2 separate regions of the Mus musculus genome follow, and region 1 is linked to region 2. A link is a contact called in public Hi-C data. All regions are on one chromosome and are shown on one strand. Each heading gives the region's core, a stretch centred on a gene start, on an enhancer-like site or on the middle of the called end of the contact. The rest is flanking DNA. Distances are from core to core; before and after follow the strand shown.

What was found. A called contact is a pair of places that touch in the nucleus more often than the background predicts.
Region 1: a contact with region 2 is called in a Hi-C map of centrocytes, with 2.1 times the contacts expected there. The contact joins two enhancer-like sites. A contact is called at or near these places in 11 of 39 promoter capture datasets (the HPC-7 cell line, cranial neural crest, embryonic stem cells and 7 more), 2 of 15 datasets of contacts at CTCF or cohesin (large pre-B cells and pro-B cells), 5 of 484 Hi-C or Micro-C datasets (bone marrow-derived macrophages, centrocytes, cerebral cortex and 2 more), 2 of 115 datasets of contacts at active chromatin or transcription factors (embryonic stem cells and intestinal crypt epithelium) and 3 of 9 other capture datasets (adipose tissue, embryonic stem cells and pancreatic islet).

Annotation. Positions count from the first base shown.
Region 1 is chr10:117,672,327-117,677,276 of GRCm38.p6, reverse strand. Cpm (carboxypeptidase M) reads right to left here. Exons shown (of 9, transcript NM_027468.1): 7 at 1,185-1,337. Among named protein-coding and RNA genes, the nearest start is that of Gm25709, 12 kb to the right of the region's middle. Within about 2 kb of position 1,451, at least 87 of the 459 cell types and tissues checked have an H3K27ac peak or open chromatin away from gene starts, as enhancers often do. A contact at or near this core is called in centrocytes, where this site is marked.
Region 2 is chr10:117,593,208-117,597,743 of GRCm38.p6, reverse strand. It overlaps the pseudogene Kifc5c-ps. Among named protein-coding and RNA genes, the nearest start is that of Gm32319, 13 kb to the left of the region's middle. Within about 2 kb of position 1,818, at least 33 of the 459 cell types and tissues checked have an H3K27ac peak or open chromatin away from gene starts, as enhancers often do. A contact at or near this core is called in centrocytes, where this site is marked.

The DNA of each region.
Region 1 (4,950 bases), core at 202-2,701, 80 kb before region 2:
TTTCTAATAAGTAGCAACAACCACATCAGTATTTTGAAATAGTTTCTTTTTTTTTTTTTAAAGTCAGAAAAAAATATTCCTGTCTTAAACCACAAGGGGGCAGGATTGACGTGCTAATAAACCTACTGTTATCTGAGTTCTCAGCAGATTACAGGGACAGGCGGGTGGAAAAATATTCTTGATACGGCCTAATTAAATGGACTCATAAACTCAATATACCATTGCCAACGATGCTTATGCTATTATTTATTACTTATTATTTATCGGGCTGCACAGCTTCTGCACACTAATACCGTATTAAACATGGCATGCGAAGCTGGCCCTGATTCAGCGCTCTGTGGATCATCCCATCATCCCGATGGCTAGATTAAAAGGCGACAGAGAGGGCAGCGAGGGGCAGAGACATATTCATGTCTTGTTACACCTCCTTGATGATAGTGACGAAGGGTGACTTCACAAAAGAATTCAGAGTGACTTACTAAAGAATCAGTATCGGGAGAGCCTTAATGGATGATGGTTCAGTTATTCCAGGACTCACGGGAAAAGGCCAGCGGAAACTGAAATGTCAGAATAACAACCAAGGACCCAGCACGGTGATTACGTAAGGTGGAGGGAGCCAATGATATGTTTGTAATGTTATAAAGGTGCCGGCAGCACTCGGTTTTATTTTCAAATTTTTACATTTGCTTATTTACATATTTATTGTCTTGGGGAGGCCCCCGTGCTCTATGGCATAAGAGTTTGGAGGTCAGAGGACAGTAGTCAGGTCTCTCCTTCCACCCTGTGGGCTCCCAGGATGAACGGAGGGCACCAGGCTTGGCGCAGGCGCATTTACCTGCAGAGCCACGCAGCGGGCTACAACTAGGCTTCTGATTGAAGATGTTGCAAGAGTACATCCGGTTTTCCTGATCTTTTTGCCAGATTTGCATATCATTCCATATGTAAAATTGGGGGAACTCTGGGCTTTTACGCCCTCAAAACAAGTGACTCATCCTCTCTTACGAACGAACAGCTAAGCCTAGCATCTCTCACACACTGTAGATAACACGTTGAGAATTCAAACCCTTAGTCCTGGCATAGAAAACCAGGTCCAGCCCCAAGTCCCCGGAGGAGGTTTTGTATATGCTCGACGCAAAGGTTCTACCCACGCTGTGAGTGTTAACAAGAAGATATAGGACACAAACCTAGGTGCACCTGTTTTATATATTCGATCAAAGAGGCTTTGTTATCGTTCCAAAAGAGCGGCAGCTTCTCCTCGCGAGGATATTTACAGCACGACAGCTCCAGGGTAATTTCAAAGCACTGGGCCCAGATGTAGTTGTAATCTTGCATTCCCCCTGCAAAGCAAGCACATCTCATTTTTGTTAAGGACCAGTGGTGGAAGGGAGCCAAGTATCACGTGCCCGGGAGACGAGCGAATGAGAAAAAGAGGCATTGGCTGTGAATTAACACATCCGTCACGTGGGGCTTCACAACTCATCACGTGATCAGACAGACACGGGGTCCCGTGAGGTAGCTGGGGTGCAGCTGACTGAAACTCAGTTATGCACCAAAATTAAGTCAGAGATGGGAAATGATTTCCCCCTCCCTTAAAATCCTACATTTCAAGAGCACCCCTCCCCCTTAAATTGCATTCTAACTAGAAAGGAGTAGGGGCGTGGTTAGAGGGTAGAGGCTACATTTTATGTGGGTACAGGCTGTTTTTAAGAAGAGGTTCAGAGGAGGACAGGACACGGTGTAAATGGGGCACTCATGTTCTCAAAGACATTTTAAGTTAAAAATATTGCAAAAAGGAAAATTTAGTTTATTGACTCTACTGCAAAAAGGTAGTGGGATAAACAGGCTGGGAAAGACAGCAGAATATGATTGTTTTTTAAAGTATTTCTGTAGGGCTGGAAAGACGGATACTGGTACTTTCCCAGCAAACTTGAGTTCGGTGCCCAGTACCCGCATCAGGTGGCTCCAGGCCAGGGGATTTGACCCCTTTCTTTTGGTCTCCTGCACACATGTGGCATAGACTCACACAAACATACACGCATACACAAAAAACAAAACGAAAAAAGCAGATCTTTAAAAATATTTCTGTAAACTATAAAATTAATTAAACTAAAATCAGAGACACTGGTTTTAGAGGAATAATAATAATGTTTATATTACTGAGTTTTCAGGGGTTGTTTTTTTAGATTCTTTCCTAAGATCTTTATGCCATCTCATGGAATCTGTCTGAACAGTCCTTGAGGGCAGCAGGTCCAGGGACTCCTGCCCATGGGTGGCAGAGAGCAGGGTGCAGCCTTGTGGCTTTGGTCTTCTTTATGACAAGATGTCTCTGAGACTCAGAGAAGATGCTACTGACTTTAGGAAGGCTCAGACACAGGTGCGTGTGGCTTCCAGCTGTCACTGCTCTTGTGTGCTTTATAATTCTTTGACATTAGGAGACCCTAAATTCAAAGGGTTATAGTTACTGTGTATTTTACAGGGCATGAAATTTCGTATATGACATCTCTGGATTTATGTGTCTTAAAATTTCATGTCTGAAAAATGTGTATTTAACAGAGAGGATTTTATTTCCTGGTGGTATGTTATATTTTATACGAATGACAGCTTAGATTTGATGAAATGAAGTCCCCCCCCCCCCCACTCCTCTTCTCTTTCTGTAATATATACTGAGCTCTAGCCAGAATCTCATTATACCAGTTCAGTGGTCCACCACCAAGCCACACCATCAGCCCTATAGTAACTTTGAAGGAAGTAGATTACACCTTATTACACACAGTATCTGATCTGGTTTGAATGTGAAATGCCCTTCCATAGGATCATGTGTCTGGGCACTCAGTCCTTGGCTGCTCCTGGCAGAGGCAGGGCCACAGTGATAGGGCTAGCAGGTGGCATCTGTCCCTGGTCTCCCAGTGACCTCTGTTTCCCCTGTTTCTACCAATCATGCAAGTGTAAGGTAAATGATGCTCTGTCAGGCACTTTGTCCCAGCAATCAAACCAGTAACCAGTACAGTACCCACCCCAGAGAACACATGTGCTCTAACAGGCACTGGAAAAGTTTAAGTTAAACAAAATGCTCAAGGGATAGAGAGATGGCTCAGGGCGTAAGAGCACTGTCTGCAGTTACAGAGGACCCAGGTTTGGTTCCTAGCACCCACAGCTCACAACACACTGTAACTCCAGCTCCAGGGGTGCTGACTCCCTCTTCTGGCTGCTGTGGCACATGTGGTTTGCAGACATACATGAAGGCAAAAATACTCATATATATATATATATATATATATATATATATATATATATATATATAAAACCAAAATCCACAAAGAAAATGTCAAAATGTTAAGCAATCTCTATAGACCTAGATTCTTGTGACAAAGTTGTTTTTTTTTTGTTTGTTTGTTTGTTTTTTTTTTCTGGACTAGAGAGAAAGAGTTCAGCAGTTAAGAGCACTGACTGCTCTTGCAGAGGTCCTGAGTTCAATTCCCAGCAACCACATGGTGGCTCACAGCCATCTGTAATGAGATCTGATGCCCTCTTCTGGTGTGTCTGAAGACAGCTATAGGATATTCACATACGTTAAATAAATCTTCCTTCCTTCCTTCCTTCCTTCCTTCCTTCCTTCCTTCCTTCCTCCCTCCCTCCCTCCCTCCCTCCCTCCCTCTCTCTCTCTCTCTCTCTCTCTTTCTTCCTTCCTTCCTTTCTGTGTCACCCTGGCTGTCCTGAAATCCACCTGCCTCTGCCTCTCAAGTGCTGGGATTAAAGGCATGTGTCACCACTGCCCGACATAAATAAATCTTTTTTTTAAGATTTATTTATTATTATACATAAGTACACCGTAGCTGACTTCAGACACACCAGAAGAGGCCATCAGATCTCATTACTACGGGTGGTTGTGAGCCACCATGTGGTTGCTGGGATTTGAACTCAATACCTTCAGAAGAACAGTCAGTGCTCTTACCCACTGAGCCATCTTGCCAGCCCATAAATATTTTAAAAAAGATTTTTTCTTTTCTTTCTTTTAACCCTATGAATTTGAATTTCTCTCTGAATCCATTTTTGTGCACATGCACACTTGCGAATAACTTGTAGCAATTTGGGAATTTCCACACATCTGGATTTCTGTCTTGGCAATTTATGGATGACCATGAAGGACAGTAGTGCCAGGGAACAGAAGGCCCTTTGTAGTGATGAAGATGGAGGAGCTAGAGACCTGAGGTGAGCGGGAATGGATCTGGAAGGGCAGAAGGAATTTTCTGGTGCCTCTGCGTCTAGCTGGGCTCCCTGCCTGAACACCATCAATTGTGGTCTCTGCTTATTTACCTCATCTGCAAAATTGGCAGTGGGCCACCCAGACACAAAAGTACCAGTTTGTGCTAGATTACTAGACAGCCCATGCACCCGAAGTGACAGCCGGGGAAGGCGCCTGTGGAGTGGCCTGTGTGCAGAGATGCAGGCTGCAGCTTGCTGTCAGTGGGCCAGGCCGACTCGTCTGGGAGGGAAGGCTGCTCACCTCTAGCACAAGGTCACACCTCTTGCCCTTCTCCCTAAGTTCCTCCTCAGGATTCTTAGTTTCCAGACTGCCCTGGTTCCTATATACCCCTGGGCTTCTGTTGACATTACTCATTCCATTAAGAGCGAGCTAAGCCTTATGGTGAAGATCTGTCTGTAATCCCAGCTACTTGGGAGGCTATGGCTGGAGATTTGAAAGTTCGAAGTCAACCCCGGCAATTTAGTAAGCCCCTGTTTCAAAGTAAAAGGAAAAAGAGGGCTGGGGGTAACCCAATGATAGAGCTCTTGCCTAGAATGTGCAAAGCCCTAGATTCAATCCCCAGTATGGCCACCAAGAGGAAATGATAGTATATATAGTTCCGTGCTCTACCACTGAATAGTCTTCCTTCTGAGTGAGTTTTCGCCCTACACCATCAACCCTCCTCTGCCTGGCCATCCTATTCAAGG
Region 2 (4,536 bases), core at 569-3,068:
TCTACATCCCCAAAAATAAGAATGCGTGTTTCTGATAGGTGTTGGCTTTGCAAAACTGGGTAAATAAGACCCACATTTCCTATAACCCATGAGCACACAAGCAACGCATTCTTCGGCTCAGGATGGAGACATTTATTTTTGGCACTCTTGGTTCTCTCTGTATTAGCTTCACAGATTTTCTTCTGTCAGATGTCGATGTTGGATGGCCCTAAATAAAGGATCCAGAGAAAGGGAGGGACTGATGTTCAGCTATGAATCCCTGTAAATATTTATGAGACGCTTATACCATCTTTGGAGATTTATTTTGGAAAGTGTGTGTGTGTGTGTGTGTGTGTGTGTGTCGCTCCTCTTTAAATGGTGGGTGATGGTGTTCGTTTGGTTTTTGTGATGCTATGCCAAAACGTAAATGGTCCCTCTTTATCTGTATGACTCCTCTCCTTGCAGAACAGAGAGCCTTGCACCGTGAAACCAGTGACCCAGGCACCACACCAGATGGATGCTTTACAGGGCCAAGCAGGAAATGAAGACGGGAGACCCTGCAACACTGTGCTTATAATTTGTCTTCTAAACTCGTTGATATTTGCTCTCCATGTTGAGATATTGGAAGAGGTTGGTGCTCTGTTCCCTTGGGTGGATCAATCTAGTTATGTGACTTTTTTTTCATAGCAGACTTAGCCTGGTCAGGGCTGGTACCACCTTGAGGTACCACACACACACACATAAGAAGGCCAATTGTGGTCCTCTCAACTATCACTGTCTGAAACTGTGAGGTTAAAATGAACATCTTTTCTTCACGTTAGCTAGTCTGCATAATGGTGTTGTTATCAGTAGGGAGTGGCAAAAGGTGGGTTCCTTGTATAAAAATTAATCATTGCAGGGTGGCACCGGTGGAATATTGAACCAAGCATGGTAGTGTGTAAGCCTGGGACTCATTTAACTGTACTGGTTATAGGCCAGAAGCTGGCCTGGCCTATGTCCTTATTTCAAAATCTTAAAATATGGCTTCTTCAGGGATGACAAACCATTGTGAATCTGCCTGTTGCTGTGTGACGAGCAGGCAAAAAGAACAACCCACTTCTAGTTACTCAGGCTGATTGTCCGAACAATCGAAGGAGGAAACCAAGCTTTTCACAGAATTGAGAGAAGAGAGGATGTGAAGACAGGGTCCAAGTGTAAGCAAACGTGAAGAAATTGTCTTAGCAGATAGACATGTAAAGACAGCGTCTTCATGTAAGGGTTTCCCCTGATGATGTTGTCTAACTTAAACTCAGAGTCTTTCAGGCAGGGACTTCAGAATCACTTCGAAGTATCAGCCCCAAATATTTATAGATCTGTACTAAGCCATACAAGCATTTCAGTGCTGCTCGTTCTGTCGATGCCTGGGGTCCCCACAGACACCTGGGGGCCACATAACTGGCACAGTTCCAGGGTCTGCTACAGATTCAGCTTCTTCACTCTCCAGTGGAAAAGTAGACTAATTAGTAACTAAACATTTTAAAATGTTTTCATTGTTTCAAATTAGCGAATGTGAGACACTAGTAGGCTATTTTGAGGAAGTATGTTTCTGTGGCTCTCCCTCTTCCCTACCGACCCTGCTCCCCACTAATCTACTCTTTGTAGCCTCCCTGCCAGACTCCTTTCCTCTTCCAAGTCCCATTTGTGATTTTGCCCATCCCCGGCCCATTCTCCTCCCCTATGGCTCTGCTCTCTCCATCTCCTTATGGCCAGATAAACAAGTAAAACGGAAGCACCAGGGCAGAACTAGAAGGAGAGGAAGTCAAGACTGAAAGGCAAGTCTATTTCAAGAGAGGCAAAGAAGCAGAAAGAATGTGACACAGCTGTCAGTCACCAGCCACCACCAAGCGCCACACTGCAGGCCCTGAACTGCATGCTTTTCAAAAATCTGCAGGTGGAACACACTATGACTGCGTGATGATCTCTTATTCTGGGCAGTGCGGGACACAGCCCGCTTCTGATGAGCCAAATGGAGCAGAGCCTCCACCTCTTTCTCACATATCATGCATTGGTGACAGTTAGCGCCTCACTCCCTGGGCTTGCCCGACAAATCTCACACTCGCTCCCTTGTCCCTTGTGGGTCCCAGTAGCTAGCAGGTCTCAAACGGTCTCATTGTAGATCTCTATATAACTCGCCACAAAACTGTATGTCCAGCCCTGGCCACTCATCTTTTGGACCACAGAGAACAGATGCCGCATGGCCTGAGGGATCAGCCCTTCCAATTGGGGGTCTCCCCTAGGTTCACCTTCCATAGTGAAGGTCTTGCCACTGCCTGTCTGTCCATAGGCAAAAATGCACACAGGGTAGCCATCCAGTGCTGACTGGACAAGCATGGCGATCCCCTCAAACACTTCCTCCTGCTTGCTTCCTGGAGGGAACACCCGATCAAAGGAGAAATCATGGCGGGTAGTGGGTGCCGGGGCCCCAGTCAGGGTGGAGCGCCGACAGTGAGAGGCTAAGGCGAGTCGGGGGATCAGAGGGTCCAGCAGGGCCAGGAAGAAACACGAGGAAGCCAGGAGATGGAGTGGATTCCCCTGCGAGGACAGGGCGCACGTGGCAGAACACCCAGATATTGCCCTTCAGTTCCTGCAGCTGGTTGTGGAGTCGTCCCGTTCCATCTCTAACCCATAGAGCTGGTCTCCTTGCTTAGCCAGTAAGGTCACCTGGGCTTCAGTCTTCTGCCAAAGACACACCACCTCTTCTTGGCTGCTTGACAGAGCTGCTTCTGCGACCTGAAACCTCCTCTCCTGCTCCTCCAGTTGGATGCTCAATGTGCTCCACTCCTCCTTCAATTGCAGCCGCTCTCTCTGAAGCTCCTGAACCAACCTTTCCGTGGTACCCAGATATTCCTCCAGCTCCAAGACACAGGCACTCAGCATCTCCAGTCTCTGCTGGTCCTGCTCAGCTCGGGTGCGTACATTGGCCAGCTCCCCTTCCAGGGTGCTCTGCTCTGTCCCCAGGGTCGTGGCCTGCTCCTGGACCTCTCTGAGATGTTTCCGAAGCCCCCGGTTCTCCCGTTCCAGCGTTTGAGTCTTCTCCCGATAGCGTTTCAACTCTTCACTGAGGTCAAACAACTGGCCCTTCAGGTCCCAGGCAAGGGCGTTTGCCAGGTCTCTTCCTTACCACTACAGGAGCAGTGGATGTGCCAGGCTTCTGGGCAGGAACAGTGGGAGCTGGCTTCTGGTTCCTCAGCACTGTACCAACAGTAGAGCACCCACGAGGTCCTGCCTTCTTAGGGCCTTTCTGAGCTGCAGTGTGGCCCTGGGTCTGTGACACTGTGCTGAAGAGTGGTCCTCTGGGACGGGATATGTCAACTTTGGTCACTGCACCCATGCCTCGTGTCCGTTTCTTTACGGGCTCCAAGGCATCCTCCATCTGGTCAGGACCTCTCTTGAGCCTGCTTGCTGACGGGGCACTCGGGAGGAGAACTTGACCAGGCTTGTCTTCAGCTCTACATTCCTCTTCACTTCCAACAAAGGTGGCCTCTGCGCCTGCACGTCCATGGTGGTCCGCACAGGACGGGATGCAAAGGCAGCAGGCAGGGTGCCGGTGTCCCGAGACTCACATCCTCTCAAGGGCTCGCACTGCAAAACGCCGGAGCCAGGCCGTCCAGGAGCCAGGCTAATCTGCCACACTAATCCGCCATACTTGCCACTTTTGAATTTCTGTTCTTTCTTTTCGACACAAGATCTTACTATGTAGCCCCGCCTGGCTTTTTAGTACAAAATAATTGTTAAGCCAAAGTGGCAAATTTTGGGTGTTACATTCTTTCTACCTTTACCAGATTTTGTTAATGTACTTAACTACTGATGAACACTACAGTTCCTAGTCATCCTCTTCCTCCTCCTCCTCCTCTTTGTAAATACTTTCAAAGTGGTCCATCAAGACGCCCTCCTGCCCTACGCCCCCAAGAAAAAGAATAATGGTGTCTCCAAAAGGAGTCCTTCTGGGTACAATTTGTCTGTTGTTAACAACACAATATTATTATGCCTTGAAAGCAAAATAAATCATCAACAGAAAAATGATAATTCAATGAGAAAGGTATCACGATACTTACGAGTTCTAGGGGCTCTGCCTCTAAAGGCAGCTGAGCAGTGATCTTGATTAGTAGCTCATTTTCAGCATGCTAGTGTGGAACCAGGAGCTTTGGCAAGAAGATATTTGATTTTGAAAAAAATTTTTTCTTTCATTTTTTTATTAGATTTATTTTTGTTTCTGTGCTACCGTGTGTGTGTGTGTGTGTGTGTGTGTGTGTGTGCCCCATGCATGCGCAGATACATGCAGAGTACAAAAGAGGGCTTCAGACCCTCTGGATCTAGACTTACAGGCCTTTGTGACTTACTGGACATGGGTGCTGGGAATTGAGTATAGGTCCTCTGCAAGAGAGCTACACGCTCTTAACTGCTAAGCTGTCTCTGCTTCTCCACCCCCAGACTTCTTGTCAATTCATGTTAATTCTTGTTCATTCTTCTTGGAATTCATGGAGCTTGATGAAGTTCAGAAGGTGTCCTTATGTCTAG